Linked DNA regions of Sus scrofa: region 2 is linked to region 1. Evidence: chromatin contacts called from public HiChIP or PLAC-seq data. All regions are on one chromosome and are shown on one strand. The core of a region is the stretch at or near the end of the contact, and the rest is flanking DNA. Distances in the headings are between cores, read along the strand shown.

Region 1 (2,700 bases), core at 32-2,531:
GCTCCAGCGAGAGACCCAGCAGCAGCAGCAGCAGCAGCAGCAGCAGGAAGTTTCAATGGGGCCGGGCAGAGCATGCGCCCTGCACCGCGCGGTGGCCTTATGTGGAAGGAGCACCACTTGCGAACACCAATAATAGACCAGCGGCACCAGAGAGAGAAACATGAGCAACAAGCACCTTCTTCAACTGTTTTCCCCTCCGTCTGAGCCCCTCCTCCAGCCTACACACTAACCACTCCACCCCACCCTGCAAATGAGAGGGCGACTTCTTCTTCCCCTAAGCCCTACTGCCAAGACGAAGGGGGAAGGACTGGAAAAGTCGGGAGATGCTTTTCTATTATTTGTGGGAAGGTGGGGAGGAGGAGGAAAACTATGGGGGGGGGATTAACCCTCTACCCTCCAAAGTGGAGAAGCTGAACCGACTTCACCTCCCCCTCCAAAACAAGAATGGAGAAGGACCCCCTCATCAGGAGGAGGAGCAAACCTCCGACAGGAGTTTCAGGGGTTAAACCGGCCCTGGAGGAGAAGGGAAGAGAGACCAAGCCGACTCTCTCGGGGAGTTCCCACTAGAGGAGGGAGAGATGAAGTGTCCGCTGGCCCCGCCCACCCAGGTGAGGGAGAGAAAGGGGCGCCCCGAGAAGATGAGCCCAGCCTCCCCCGAGATGGTCGGAGGATGTGGGAGGAGGGGAGGGAGTGAGGGAGGGGTGGAGGAGAAAGCGCAAAGCTGGCCGGAACCTGCCCTCGCCTTCCCCCGCCACCGAGAAGGAGTAGGGGTGGGGGCCGGCCCCCGCCGCGGGATACCAGTCCCAGGGGCGACCGACCAGCACAATGACCCTTCCCCGCCCCCAGCCCAGACCTGACCCGCCAAGCCCCCACCGTCCCTGGGCGCCGGGCGGAGTGGCCCTAGGGGCCTCCGCCCCGCCTCCCCACTGCCCAAGACCCCCCGGGCTGGGCGGAGAAGACTGGCCAGGCGGAACTGCGCCCCCGCCGGAGGACAGAGCCGCGGAGGCCCGGGGTGTCGGCGAAGAACGAAGAGAAGGAGTGTGCCAGGGCCGCTTCCCGCCGGGCTTTCGGGCCCCTCGCTTACCTTCTCCGTTGCCGACGTCCGGCGAAGGAGCTTGCAGCACCCGCTCCAGCTCGGGGAACGGCAACTCGGGCAGGTCGAGCAGCGGCCCGTAGCGCTCCAAGAAAGAGCAGACTACGGCGAAGTTGGGGCACGAACCCGGGCAGCCCGGAGGAGCCATCGCCGCCGCCGCTGCCGCCGCCGCCGCCATTTGAACTGGAGATGGAGGAGGAGGAGGCGATGGAGGGGTGGGGGGAGTTGGGGTGCCGAGGAATAGCAGGGCAATCTTACAGGCGACAGGAGGCGCTAGCAAGTGGGCGCCCCTGCGGATCCGAGCGTCTCAGGCACGGCGCCGCGATCCCACAATACAACAGCGGCCCGGAGCAGTCGAGAACCGAGTCAGACGGAGGAAAGAGAGGCGCTCCGTGCCTTTCACTTTCCGCCCTCTTTCCGCACCCCCACCCCCTTCTCCACTCCTCCCACCTCGGGTTTGCACTGCCTCGGTGTGACAGGAGGAATGAAAACAAGGGCTGCAGGGCAGGGAGGCGGGCTGGAAGCTGGGAGGCGGGACTTTGTAGGAACGGTGACCAATAAACCTGAAGGGGGCGGAGCTTCGCGCGTCGACTGGCCGAAAGGCTTTTTCAGGGCGGGCGAAGGGGAGGAGCGTTTAGATGCGACAGCCTGAACGTAGGTGAGAGGTAAAGCACGGAGCGGTTTGAGAGTGCGGCTCCTTGGAGAGAGGGCGTTGGGTAAGTTTTGGGGGCGCTCCTCGACCTGAAACTGGGCTACTGGTTAGTAGGGGAAGTTGAAGGGAGTGAATAAGAGGACACTTGGGGAAAAAGCACGATTATGAGAAAAAAATAGGAGAAGGGAAATGTATTAATTAATTATGTTGGGATGGGACCTTTTATGAAGAAGTCTCAGCGAAAATTTGCTGAGGGATACTGCTGAAGTACAAGAACCGCACCTGTGCTGGAAAAGCAGGGCCTGAAGACTCTGGAGGACGACGGCCTGATGCACCGGGGCTCTGCTGGGATCGTCACCCTGAGGAGTTGTGGTCCTGATAGGAAACCAGGATCTAAAGGGACCATGCCCTTCACGGGAACCAAGGCTTGAGATGACAGGGCCCTCCTGCGGTTGTCTGGGTGGGGGTGGGGGACTTTGTTGAGGTGCGAAGATCTGGGAAACTAGGCGCTGCAGGGGACCAGAATCAGAGGTGGGCTACACCTGCCCTGAGGGCGGACTTGGTAGGAGACTTGGTCCAGCTGGGTTGCAAGGACAAAAAGCAAGACTTGAGCCCTAATAGAATGGCTTCAGGACGTGGCAGATTTTTCATTTCTTTAAACTTCGGTGAAGTGGGAGTGGTTATAGTACCTATATCATAGGATTTTACTAGATAATTCACAGTACACTGATTAGCACAATGCCCTGGCACATTGTAAATTCTTAAAAAATATTAGTTGCTATTATATTAGAAGAAAAGAGTTCCTAAAATTTAGATTGAATTAAGCAATATGCAATTTATACAGTTCATTACTTTGAGCCAAAAGTTTCTGTGTGCATTTTAAGGTTATATAGTTTCTACTTACTAAAAAGAATTTTACAAACAAGGTATAATGTAAACTATGTAAAACAGAATA
Region 2 (2,710 bases), core at 3-2,502, 150 kb after region 1:
GGCCTATGCACCAATGCAGGATCCTAGCAACATCTGCGACCTACACCACAGCTCATGGCAACGCGGGATCCTTACTTAACCCACTGGGCGAGGTCAGGGATGGAACCTGCGTCTCATGGATGCTAGTTGGGTTCGTTTCTGCCGAGCCACAACGGGAACTCTCACAATAACAACTCTTTTACTCAATAAACTTTTGCTAAAGGAAAAAATTAAATGCTTAAGGATCAGTGTCTTGCTGCATGGTCTAAATCTTGCTACTCTACAAGCTTATGCCTCTAAGGATGCATCAATTGGGGGCTCGTCAGAAATTCAGATTATTGCCTCACCTCTCCCGCCCGATTTACTTAGTGAGTAGAATCTACAGTTTAACAAGACCCCCAGGTGATTTGTATACACAAAGCCTGAGAAGCACAACATGAGGTATGACTTGATATCGAACTCTACTTTAGGAATATCAATGAGGAAATACACGGAGAATCACTGGCTGCTGACAGGGGCTTGGCCCACCAGTCCGTGAACAACTCCAAACGAAAAAGGTATTGCCCTCCTTCCTTGATGAACTGTTCCATCAACAGAAAGTTCTATCCCTATAAAGCCTGTGACCCTCGCCTGATCTGAGTCTCGAGGACTTTAAACTCCTCTTCCAATCTCTTGGAGTTTCGCATACAGCTACCTTGTCCTTAGGCGCGCTTTTTTTTTTTTTTTGTAACGGGAGTCGGGAGAGAATCTGCCACTAATTGGCTGTGTCCACGCACCCCTCCAGAAGCCTCAAAGTCCTCATTTGTAAAATGAAGATGCTGATGTACTACGAATAAAATTAGATTACGAATAATATATTTTTGTAAACTGTAAATTTTCTGTAGTGTCAGACTGCACATGTTAATAATGACAAGCAGCAGAGGCGAACGAACACGCCCACTAAAGTGTAGTCCAGTCTATCAAAGCAGTCCGCACTCAGCCCAGCTTTGTGGCGCTCGTTCTGGCAAAGTGCCTGGGGCGCGGATAATCTTCCTCTACCCCAAATGGGTTCCGGGACTTTTCCCTCCAGGGCTTACCTGAACCACCTTAGTGAATTCCTCGTACACCCGCTTCTTCAGGTGCGCCGCCATGGCTGCCCACGGACCCTCTCAGCTTCCGTACAGACGAGGAGGCGGGGCGGAGGAATTCGGGAAAACCGGCCCAGACCGGAGGAACCAGCCACGATCCCACAAGGCAGTGGGGTTCCCGGAAAGAGAGGCCGCTTCCTGCTGCTCTACTGCTCTGCCTTGGCCAGGCTGTATTCGGCCGCCTACGCCGCGTTCGCCGAGGAAGGAGAGCGAGATAGCAGCGTGGGGGCGGGGCTTCTGCCTGGAGGAGCCAATGGGAGCGTCCTGGGGCATGCGGTCGGTCTCGGCGTCGGAGAGACTGGCGGGACCGCCGCGGAGGGAGGGAGACGGGGGAGGAAGTACTACAGGGTGAAAGGGCAGAGGCGGAGCTATCTTGAGGTAGAGGCAAAACCTGGAGCTGCTTTAAGCTGTTGCCTCTGGAATTGAGGGAGCGAGGGCAAGCTGACCTTCCCATCAGCCTTTGCTGTTGACACTGTCGGCTGTCTGTGTGTCCCTTGCACTCCTATTGGTCAAGCTGTTACTCGAAAACTGGGTTCGCCCCTTGGTGGGTGTGGAGCCAGAAGATACAGCCGAGCCGAAGAGGGGAAGAAGGAAGGATTTATTACTTGGAGCAAATAAGAATGCCAGGGATCTTTACCAAAGTGGTGTCTCTTTGAATAGCAAAACTGAGGAAGTCTTAAGCTAAGGAGCGTGCACATTCATACTCATGAAGGCACTTGAGCAGAGGAGAATTCAGCACAGAATTGGGGCGAAGGTCTACAGAGTTCAAGCTTTAGTTGACTTAAGAGGGTCAACATCAATATTCTGTCCTCCACCTGGGTGGGGCACTAACTACAAAACTCAAAAGATTTGTGTCAGGTTGTTAGGTATGTCCCATGAAGAGGAACTAGGACTTTTTTATGACTGAACTGTCTTGACTGCCCTTCCTTTGTTCCTGTGAGGCTGGAGATAGATGGGGTCCAGGCTGAGCAACTGGAATCTGTCCCCTGCGGACAAATACTTCAAGATAAGAATTATGATAAGAGTAGCTCCCATTGTGGCTCAGCAGGTTAAGGACTCACCCTTTTCTCTGTGAGGATGCAGGTTCAATCCCAGACCTCACTCAGTGGGTTAAGGATCCAGAATTACTTCAAGCTGCGGCTTAGGTGCAGGTGCAGTTCAGATCCAGTGTTGCTGTGGCTGTGACATAGAGCACAGCTGCAGTTCCCATTAGACCCTTAGCCTGGGAACTTCCATATGCCACAGGCGCAGCTGTAAAAAGAAATATATATATATATATGGCAGGAGCAAGGACTCCTTCTTGGATAAAAGATAAAGAGACCTCATGGAGTTCCCTGGTGGCCTAGTGGTTAAGGATCCTCTGTTGTCACTGCTATGGCTTGGGTTCAGTCCCTGTCCTGGAAACTCCCACATGCCATGGGTGTGGCCAAATAAAAACAAAACACAAGAGACCATATATTTCTCATTCTTGAAGTGAATGAAAGCTCCCAGACTACACATGCTCAGAAAGATTCCTCAGTTGTCAGAGAAGCGGGTGGGGGCACCAGACCGTAGTATATCCTGTCAACTTCCCAGAAACCCTTGCAGTAGACTCTACCTTGGCT

Evidence for each region. HiChIP or PLAC-seq counts read pairs in DNA pulled down with a chosen protein or histone mark.
Region 2: an H3K27ac HiChIP or PLAC-seq map of alveolar macrophages shows a contact between it and region 1. The contact joins the promoter of INTS4 here to the promoter of RSF1 in region 1. A contact is called at or near these places in 2 of 2 datasets of contacts at active chromatin or transcription factors (alveolar macrophages and skeletal muscle).

What each region holds. Positions count from the first base shown.
Region 1 is chr9:12,276,839-12,279,538 of Sscrofa11.1, forward strand. It overlaps RSF1 (remodeling and spacing factor 1), which reads right to left and starts at 1,282. Exons shown (of 20, transcript NM_001142834.2): 1 at 1,273-1,282; 2 at 1,085-1,270. The coding sequence starts at 1,270. AAMDC (mth938 domain-containing protein) reads left to right here and starts at 1,689. Exons shown (of 4, transcript XM_005667169.3): 1 at 1,689-1,809.
Region 2 is chr9:12,431,018-12,433,727 of Sscrofa11.1, forward strand. It overlaps INTS4 (integrator complex subunit 4), which reads right to left and starts at 1,253. Exons shown (of 23, transcript XM_021062562.1): 1 at 1,056-1,253. The coding sequence starts at 1,109.